3 separate regions of the Sus scrofa genome follow, and regions 1 and 3 are each linked to region 2. Evidence: chromatin contacts called from public HiChIP or PLAC-seq data. All regions are on one chromosome and are shown on one strand. The core of a region is the stretch at or near the end of the contact, and the rest is flanking DNA. Distances in the headings are between cores, read along the strand shown.

The links. HiChIP or PLAC-seq counts read pairs in DNA pulled down with a chosen protein or histone mark.
Region 1: a contact with region 2 is called in an H3K27ac HiChIP or PLAC-seq map of alveolar macrophages. The contact joins the promoter of PRPF4B here to the promoter of CDYL in region 2. A contact is called at or near these places in 2 of 5 promoter capture datasets (fetal liver and liver), 1 of 47 Hi-C or Micro-C datasets (fibroblasts) and 1 of 2 datasets of contacts at active chromatin or transcription factors (alveolar macrophages).
Region 3: a contact with region 2 is called in an H3K27ac HiChIP or PLAC-seq map of alveolar macrophages. The contact joins the promoter of ECI2 here to the promoter of CDYL in region 2. A contact is called at or near these places in 1 of 5 promoter capture datasets (liver), 1 of 47 Hi-C or Micro-C datasets (embryonic fibroblasts) and 2 of 2 datasets of contacts at active chromatin or transcription factors (alveolar macrophages and skeletal muscle).

Annotation. Positions count from the first base shown.
Region 1 is chr7:2,381,035-2,383,980 of Sscrofa11.1, forward strand. It overlaps PRPF4B (serine/threonine-protein kinase PRP4 homolog), which reads left to right and starts at 1,470. Exons shown (of 18, transcript XR_002346264.1): 1 at 1,470-1,670.
Region 2 is chr7:2,844,183-2,847,492 of Sscrofa11.1, forward strand. It overlaps CDYL (chromodomain Y-like protein), which reads left to right and starts at 1,721. Exons shown (of 7, transcript XM_021100128.1): 1 at 1,721-2,130. The coding sequence starts at 2,107.
Region 3 is chr7:2,444,265-2,447,491 of Sscrofa11.1, forward strand. ECI2 (enoyl-CoA delta isomerase 2) reads right to left here and starts at 1,908. Exons shown (of 10, transcript NM_001113443.1): 1 at 1,849-1,908. The coding sequence starts at 1,904. It overlaps LOC110261764 (a long non-coding RNA gene), which reads left to right and starts at 1,851. Exons shown (of 2, transcript XR_002346265.1): 1 at 1,851-1,948.

The DNA.
Region 1 (2,946 bases), core at 220-2,719, 460 kb before region 2:
CTATTTTATTTGAAAGAAGCCTTCTGGATTTCCCTGGTGGCACATCAGGTTAACAATCAGGCAATGTCACTGCTATTGTGGAGGCTGTGGCTCCCGTCTGATCCCTGGCCTGGGAACTTCCACATGCCTCAGGCGAGGCCCAAAGGAGAGAAAAGAGAAAAAAAAAAAAAAAGCAGCAGCAGCATTCTCAGTTATTATACCTGAATTTGATTATTAAGGGGACAGAAAGCCTTCATAAAGGAAACAATATAATTAAGGACCATATAAAGAAATGCCACAGGAGTTCCTGCTGTGGCGTAAGGGAAACGAATCTGACTAGGAACCATGAGGTTGCAGGTTCATTTGATCCCTGGCCTCGCTCAGTGGGTTAAGGATCCAGCATTGCATAGGTCACACATGCGGCTCAGATCTGGCGTGGCTGTGGCTTAGGCTAGCAGCTTGCAGTTCTGATTCAACCCCTAACCTGGAAATCTACATATGCCACGGGGGTGCAGCCCTAAAAAGCAGAAAAAAAAAAAAAAAAAGGAAATGCTACAATAGGTGTGGGGTGGGGCAACCCCCAAAAGTCAATAAATATCCAAGGTTGATTTAATGTTAGTAATATTCATGGGGGGAAACGCTTATTAACATTAAACACGTTTGGAATTCAGCCAACCAGGGGCTTATTTTGTCGGAATATTTGTAACTCCTCCCCTCTATAAAATCATGAGGTATATAAGATCAGATATTCCGAGGTCAAAATTCTAGGCCAAACCCCACAAACTCAGTTGCTGACAAGAATAAAAGTGATCACCACCCTGCTTTTAAGATTCAGATCATGGAGAAAGATACTTTTGAGAGAGAGCATATAAAAACATACGTTGAAAGCTCTCCAAGAGCCAATAAATGTTTTCTCATACAATAGTTCATTACTCATAATGAGATACATAACCATTACATAATTGCATTACTGTAGATGCCATTATTATGGAAAAACAATCACATGAAGGTATTCGGGCCAAAAATATTACTTAAAAATTCAATTTACGGAACCAGCGAACATGAACAGGAGCAAGGGACTCCTGAATCCTTATGCTGAAGATTTCAAATAAATGTATCAACAATAGCTCCCTCTGTCCTGGCTCCAGCCCTACCTTTCAGTTTTCTCAACTTGCCTTTCTACAAGCTTTCCCTTAATGCCTTAATGCTAGGCAATAAAAAGGCATTCATTATGCTCCCAGCGTTGCTCTTGTTTGCCCTAGTTTCGGAATTTTAACTAAGTCTGGGTCCCACAGTGAAACCGGTTCTCGGAACTGCGACCACGGCGCAGACAGCCTCCTCCCTCCGCTCCCTCCTCCCTCCAGCACCCAGAACTCCGCCTGGGTTCCAGCACGCAGCCCAGGCAACGTAACCGCTTACGGCCCGAGCCGGCGCCGCAGCCCCGCCCCGCCCCGGAAGTGCGTCACGACGCTCGCGCGCCCCGTCCCCGGATGCACTTTTATATCCGGATTCTTCGAGCGGCCTCAGCTCCACGGTTCCCGACGCGGTCGGCACATGCGCGAGGACCCTGCTCCCTCTTCCTCCGCCTCCACTGGCTCCCACCGTCCGGGAAGCCGCCGCCACCGCCGCCGAGGAGTCAGGAAGTTCAAGATGGCCGCCGCGGAGGCTCCGACGCTGCGGGAACAGCCAGAGTAAGTAGTCTGGGAGCGCGGAAGGCCGGCGTCCGGGCCCGGCCGAGGGGAACCGGCGGAGAGCTGCCAGGCGGGCGGGAAAGTTCGGGCCCCGCGGCCACGGCCAAACTTTGCCTCGCGCGCGCGCGCGGGTCGTGGGGCGCGGGCGGGCGGCAAGCCGCGCGCCGCTCGCCCGGAGGCCGCGGCTGTTGGGTCCAGGGCGGCGGGGCCTGCCGCGTCGTTGCCCCGGGAGGCGTGGGCGCGAGCGGCCTCTACAGGTCCGGGGCGCGAGGCCCCAGCGCGGGCGCGCCTTCCGCCTGTCCTCCGCGGGGATGAGCCAGGCTCCTGGCCGCAGCCCGGCGGCCTCGGTGCGGACCCCCGGAGCAGCCGGGCGGCAGCGGGCGAGCCCTGAGACCTTCCCTCTGCAGGCGGTACCGGTGGTCCTGGTGCCGGTGTCACGTTTAGGACCTGGAGGCAGAGAAGACAAGGGCGCGGGGCCGCCCTCCTTAACCATCCCAGAGCTAGAGTTTGTGGCTGGCGGGGTACTTCCTCCAGCATCCACCCGATATTCATCCCCCTGCCCATTGCAACTCATTTGCCAGCTTGCGAACTTGAGGCAAAGTAAGATCAAGTTCTCGGTTTTGAGGCCTAGTGTTTTTAGCCAGAGCTTATAGCGTTCATTTGGGAGTGGGAGAAATAATGGGCATTGTTACCACCTTCCGAACCCAAGCACTTCACGTCTGTAATTAAGCTAATTATGTGCGGCCGAGTGAAAACCTACTTGTATGTGCGGCAAGGCTAACCATTGCTTAACTAAAAGCGGTGTTTCGTTTTTCATGTGTTTGATAGGGAAACTCAAGAACATAAGAGAATGGATTTTAAAACAGTATTGCTATAACGACCCTTTTTTTGGCATCGGCATTATCTGATTTGTTTCTAGCCATCTTAGGAAAGAGGCAGATATAGTCTCCCAGCAACTTTGGGCTGAGAGAGGGTGGAAATCTCCCCACCGGTGCTGTTCGCCCAGCTCTGGACCCTTCGGTGATTTGCTTTGCTCAGCTAGACAGGGAGTACAGATTTTTTATCAAGAGCTTCTGAAAGCAGATTTATCATCTTAACAATTTTACTTAAAAGAGAGCAAATGGGTCCTGAAGTTTTAACTAGACTTTGCCTTTCTCATCCACTTCACAGTGTGGCCCAGTTATGTCTTCGTGCCAGGACAGCGCAGGTCTTAGACTGTGCAGATGATTTTTCTAGTAATCGGTTTAAAGTTCTATGTATTATGTTCACTTACTTG
Region 2 (3,310 bases), core at 471-2,970:
GGCAGTGGTGCGGGGTGGGGGGCTGCCAACCGCATTTGGAGATCCGGGAGAAGGTCACCGTCTAGAAATGGGGGTGGGAGGGGAGTGGACCGGACGGAGGACAGGGAGGTAAGCGCCGCTGGAGCACGCCTGAGTGGCTGGGGAGGGAATGTGACTAATTTTGCCCTAGAAGTTAGAAAGCTTTGCTTTTGATGTGACGTCGGAGCTGGAGTTTAAGGTCGAAAGGGGGCATTCCAGGCAGAGGGAACTGCAGGCAGAAGCGTCGGCGTGAAGGCAGTGGTGATTCGACTTCAAGTGACTTAAGGGCAAGCGTGGCGCTTGTTCGTGGGCGTGGGGAGGGCAGGAAGCTTCAGCGGGCTCTCTGCAAAGCCTTGCGGTTGCTAAACTGTGCGAACGGGGCACGATCGAATTGGGTTTTAGGAAGAAAACTGGTGGGAGGAGCCTGGTTTCTAGGAGGTCAGTTGGGAACTGGAGCTAGACAGAGCACCGGGAACGGGGTGGCAGGAGAGGATGCCCTGGGAGAGATGAGGCTTTGGTGGTGTCTTCCTGCCGTAGGGGGTGGGGGACAGCGTAAGCCTGTCTCTGCGGTGCCTCGGGGGGGAAGTTCCGCTCTATTCGCAGGAAGGTTGGGAGTTGCGGCTGTTTGTGGGAGTCAGGCCGGGCAGCCCCTTCCTCATTCCACACGGATGGGGAAGCGTCCGGTGTCCCGGCAGGTGTGCCCTGGGAGCTAGCCCGCGCGCGGGCCGCCCCCACTTTGCCCTGCTCCCCTGCCAGGCGGAGGAAGGGCCAGCCCATCGCTGTGGTCCCGGCAGGGCTGGTCGCCTAGTTGTCCACACCGTCCCCCCCAAGGAGAACCACCACTGACAGCTTCGTTCCTTTGGAACCCAGACCTCCCTGGAGCCCAGATTCCGGCCCCTCCTCCCGGCTCCCCTTCGGAGGAGGCGGACGCTCCAAGAGGAACAGGGAGGCCCGGCGTGGGGGAAGCTGCGGGCCGAGAGGAGGCGGCCGCGCCCTCGCGCCGCCCTCGACTGCGCCGGGCTCCCGCCCCGGCCCCCACCCCGGGCCTGCCGCCGAGCGCGCGTGCCGGGCCCCACGCGGGCGCGCGCTCCGACTCCGGGTCTTGGCGGCTGCCGCGGGGGAGGCGGGCACGTGGTGGGGCGGGGGCTCCACCTGGCCACGCCGCCGGCCCTCCGCAGGCTGCCCGGGCCGGAACGGGCGACGCGGCGGGCGCCCGGGGGCGGGGGCTCCGCGCGTTCCGGGGAGAGGCCGCGCGTCGCTGCCGTCGGGGCGGCGGGCGCGGTTCGCGGGGTGGCCCGGCCCCATGGTCCCCTGGCCAACTCCGGGGCCGCCGGCGCCTGCCCCCGAGCGCGCCGCCGCCGCCGCCCTGCGCCCGCCCGCCCCAGAGCTCGGCTCCCACGTCGAGGCGGGCGGGCGCCGCGGCCGGGTCCGACCTCCGCGAGGGCATTTGGGCGAGTCGGGTCCCGCCCCAGCCCCGCCCCCGCCTCGCCCGGCCCCGCCCCCGCCCGGGCTCCTCCCCTTCCTGCCGGCCGGCCCCCCGCGGCCGCCCGCCCGCCGCGCCCGGAGCGCAGCCCGCTGCTCCCCTCGGCCGCCCCGCCCGCCGGCCGCCCCGCCCCTCCCGCGCGGGCGGCCCGAAAACCCGGAGCGCGGGAGCGCGGCTCGGCCGGGCCGGGCGGCTGCACTGGGCATGCTCAGTAGCCGGGGCAGGTTTTTTGGTCGCAAGTAGGAAGCTTCTTGCACTACACCGGAGAGGGGGAGCCGCGGAGCCAGCGCGCCGCCGTGCACCGCCGCCGCGCCCGCCCCAGCCCGGCCCGGCCCCGCGGCGGCGCGATGAGCCCGAGCCCGAGCCGGCCCGCCGGGGAGTGAGCGCGGCGCGGAGGGCGCGTTGCGCAGCTGCTCCTGCGCACAACCCGGCCGGCGGCCCGCACCGGCAGGAGTGAGCGGCCGGTCCGCGCTGCGCCCGGCGCCGGAGCCGAGCGGAGCAGGAAGCGCAGGCCACGCAGGGACCCAACTGAAACAAAGTGTCGGCCGCCGGCGGCGCGGCGCCTCGCCCGCCCTGCCCCCGCGCCCCCCGCCCCGCCGCCCACCATGGCCTCCGAGGAGCTGTACGAGGTACCTCCCCTCCCCCCGGCCCGCCGCCCCGCCCGGCCCCCGCCCGACGGCCGGCCCGCCGCCCCCTCCCCCCCGGCCGCAGTTTGCTGGACGGAAGCGCGTGCGCCCGGGCCCGGCGGCGGCGGCGGCGCCCGACTTGCGGGGCCCGGGGTCCCGGCCGCGGGCAGGAGCGCTGACGCGAGCGACTTGCTCGGACGGAGCCCAAAGTGCCCGCGGCGGGGCGGTGGGTGCGGAGCCCCCGGCACCGCCCGGCGGGGTCTGTGGGCGGCGCGGGGGTGCTCTCCTGGCCGTTTGGCGGAGCGCTTCGGGGAGGGTTTGCCTCCGGTGTTGGGGGGGCGAGAGAAGAGTGCAACTGCCTCCCGACTCTGTGCTGGCCCGAGCGATGCAAAATATCGCACCGAAAATGCTCGGCGTGGACCACATGGTTTAATTAGGTTAGCATTGTGGCCAGAGCCAGGAAATTTAAATTTAACGCTGATACACCGTCATTCATTTGCGCCGCAGCGGTGCAAGTAAGAAGGGGCACCATCAGAGCTGTAAGTTATGGGCGATGGGTTTGCCAGCGTCGACTTCAAGTTGTGCGGTTGTCAGTTGGAATCTTTAGACATGTTTTGTACGCCTCGATGTAACTTCTTGACGTGTTGCAAAGTCGGCTTCCCGGGAGTATGGAAGCTTGGAAGCCTTTCTGTTCTTTTGGATAAAGGGTTCTTCTGTGGCGTATATATTTCCGTATATACATCTTCATGAGAGACTTAAAACTTGTGGAAACTCTCTGGGTTCACCTCTTGGAGGTGTTTAGGGACTTAGGAAGTGCAAGCGTCTGTAACAGGCAGAGCCCCTTGGCCCTCGTGAACCCTTCATAAGAAGCAGGTGAACCTTCTTCAGGCTCTTCTCCCGGAGTGGGTTATCGCAGTTGGCACCGAATGGAGCTCTCTTGCCAACAGTGATGGCCTTCTAGCAACTTTCTGTTGCTTTTGAAAAGCAAGTGTTTGCAAACGTTCTCTGTAGGAGGTTTTGCCATGTGTAGACTTGGTGGTGGGTTTGTGGCCTGCCCTTACATTGTACGTGGTCAGTGTACCTTGGCTGGCACTGAACATGGTCCATTCTCTTCAACCATTTTACACCTTAGCGATGCCAGACTGTGCTCAAGATACTGTCTGGGGAGGTTTGGACAAAGGGG
Region 3 (3,227 bases), core at 658-3,157, 400 kb before region 2:
AGCTGTTGCTTAGGAAATTATAATTACTGCAGCGAAGCTGTGTTAGATAAAATATTGGCGAAGACAGGCTCTGAGTGTAATGAGCCTGCCCCATCCTCACCCCCAAACAAACAAGGCTATGGAGACCACGGGGGTAAGTTAACCGAAAGAATTCTGTCCCCCGCGTCCCAGGGGCCAGATACATGCTGCGTAAGGGAACTCGGTTTCAGGGGGACTCACTGTCAACGGCAGAGGCTGTATCTGGCCTTGAGTTCTTGATTCTCTCGCCGTCCACAGCCTCATTCCTCTCTGACCTCAGTCCTGTGCTAAGTGAACACGAATCAACCAGAGTCCGATGACTGAAACTGCCGCTGCTGAAAACACGGTTTTTTGTACTAAAATCGCTATCAGAGACATCACTGTTAACTCCAAACTCAGGTGGTTTTTCCAGAGCAGGAGAAACAAACAGACCTTGGAGCCACGGACCCCGCGGCCAGAGAGACATCCTGACTCCAAACAATTAAATGTCACAAGAGGGTGATTAACCACAGTTTCTTTGTTCTTCCTCTTTAAAAAAAAAACAACAAAACTGTAATTCAAAGACCTGGAGTGGCCCTGAGGCTTGAGACCCCCCTCCCATGCTTAGCGCCCTGCAATAAATCCTCAGTGCGCTGCCAACTCAGAGTTTGGCTTTCTGCCCTTCTGGGCTCATGGGCCCTTTTGCTTGGTCACATACTCACTAATTAACAAAGTATAAACTAGTGTCCGGTCAATTCCTTCCTGTCTGCTCAGCAAAAAATGTGTGTACACAAGCAACAGGCGGGGCGAATGAAGACGCCAGTGTTCAGAAGGGCAGATGGACACGTGCTGGCTTTCCAGACAGAGAATGCCTCTTTGTCTTGGAGGTAGGGAACCCCACCTGCCCTGGATGGTGAAGCCGGTGGGCAGACAGCCTCAGTCCTCATCCTGAGATGTTTAAGGGGCCAGGTGGAAGCAAAGCACAGACAGCAAGTGCTTCCAGGTAAGTAGCAGAGTAAGCAGAGGGGAGGAGAAAGCTTCCATGCCCAGCAAGGAGTCACAAACAATGGATGTTCCCAACAATGACCCTGGAATAGCCAAGTCGATGGCACCAAAGATAATTAAAATCACAGTTACAAATAAACCCCAACTTAAACGTATCATCCTCAAACCCTGAGTTAGTGTCATTCAGTAAAACTGGTCTTCTATAAGTCTCATGTTAAATAACTGAATTTTTTTAATTCGAAAAGGGGAAAGCTATGCATCCTATGTGAATTTAACAGCCGTTCAGTCCTAAGCAGAAAATGAAAGGAAAACTTCAAATGTTTGTGAACGCCGAAATGTTAAAGTTCTCACAAAACAGAGTGCAAATTTATTCATTTTAAAGGACTGTTTTCTAAAAAATGGCAAAACACGACCGTTTATTACGTAAAATCGGGAAAAATCACTCCGGACTCCGACCCCCTGAAGGCAACCGGCAGGGTTTTCCCATCACGTGGGCACAGCTCGGTGCGGGATTTCGCGCTGCCTGGCTGTGCACCCGCCACGCCACCGTCCCTGGAACAGGACGTTCTCCAGGAGCGGACAGGTCACCCGCAGCCTGACCCCAGGGCGCGCGCGAACCTTCAGGGCAGCTCGCCCGTCCTCCCCAATCCCCCACTCAGCAAAGCCCCTCGGAGCCCGCGGCGGGGCCGGGAGACCCAGCTGCGCAGTCCCGACCCTGGTGCCCGCCGCATAGGAGAACGCCTGGCATCCCTCCGTCCTGGAAACTTGCAAACCCAGCGGCCACCGAGACGCTATAGCGGACCGGGTGCCCCCTGCAAGACCCGCGGGCCCGGGCTCAGCACTTACCCCCGGAAAGCGCCCGAGAACCAACGATGCGCCAGCAGGCCCACCACCCTAGCCATGGCCGGCGTGGGCGGGACTCCGGGGACCCGGCCGCTGACCGCGGGTAGGAGCCGCGACATCATAGGTCGGAGCAGGGCCGGGGCGGGGCCGCAGCGCCGGGGAGCCGGGGCGCGATAGGTTGGAGCGGTCGGGGCGGGGCCATCATATGGGACGGAGGCGGGGCCAATCTGAAGGGAGTTGGGGCGTCTGGGGGCCCGGGGCGGGGCCGACGCTCAAGGTCAGGAGCCACCGGAAGCCTCCGGGCGCGTGGCCTGGGCACTGCTGGAGCCAGAGGCGCGGCGGGTTCTCTCCGCGGCCCGAGCGCATCTGTGTGAGAGAAGCACTAGTTCTGCGAAGGCCGCGGATGCCAGAGGCGCGCGGGGCGGGCGGAGCGGGCGGCGGTAGAGGCATAGTGGGGGTGGACAGCACTCCCTGACTCAGGTCTGAAGGTAAAACCAGTGGGTCTGGTTATTCAGGGTTTTTTTTGGTTTTTGTTTTTTGTTTTTGTCGTTTTGCTATTTCTTGGGCCGCTCCCGCGGCATATGGAGGTCCCAGGCTAGGGGTCTAATCGGAGCAGTAGCCACCAGCAACACCAGATCCGAGCCACGTCTGCAACCTGCACCACAGCTCACGGCAACGCCGGATCGTTAACCCACTGAGCAAGGGCAGGGACCGAACCAACAACCTCATGGTTCCTAGTCGGATTCGTTAACCACTGCGCCTCGCGGGAACTCCTGGTTATTCAGTTCTTAGTGCAATCATATACTCCCATTCGTTTCTGGATAAAATGAAGAATCACAGAAGGCCAGCCAAGGCTTCGTCTAAGTGCTAATCTCCACCCCGTTATAGGGTCAGGTTGCCCTGTCGCTCTGAAGGCTTGGCAGGGGGATGCCCTGTCGGCTAGGTCCTGTCTTAGAGTATCAGTTGCAGGGGAGAGGGGGCATGCCAGGGAGGGGAGTTGATCCAGGCCTGCGCAGAGAATCCCAGACGCCCCTCGTGGTCACAGGTCCCCAGGAGGAGCTGTCCCTGCTGTAACTCGTCTTTGGGGCCAAGATGTCACAGTGTTGTGCTCAGCGTTCGGGCTAAATGTTTACTTTTAGGATCACAGAGTAGAACTTACCATATTTGACTGTCCTGCCGTCATAGTATTATTTCAGCTTCTGACATTCGAGCCATCAGGTGCTCTGATGACAACATGTAAAAGCCTGTCAGGCTCAGTGTTGGGAGACAATTCGGATGCTCTGTTATCAGTGAGAGGCAGAGTCAGAAGCACTCATACCCTCCCGTCAGCAGGCCTGTCACTTCTGATGGCTGCCCAGTCCGGGCGATCCTTTCCAAAACGG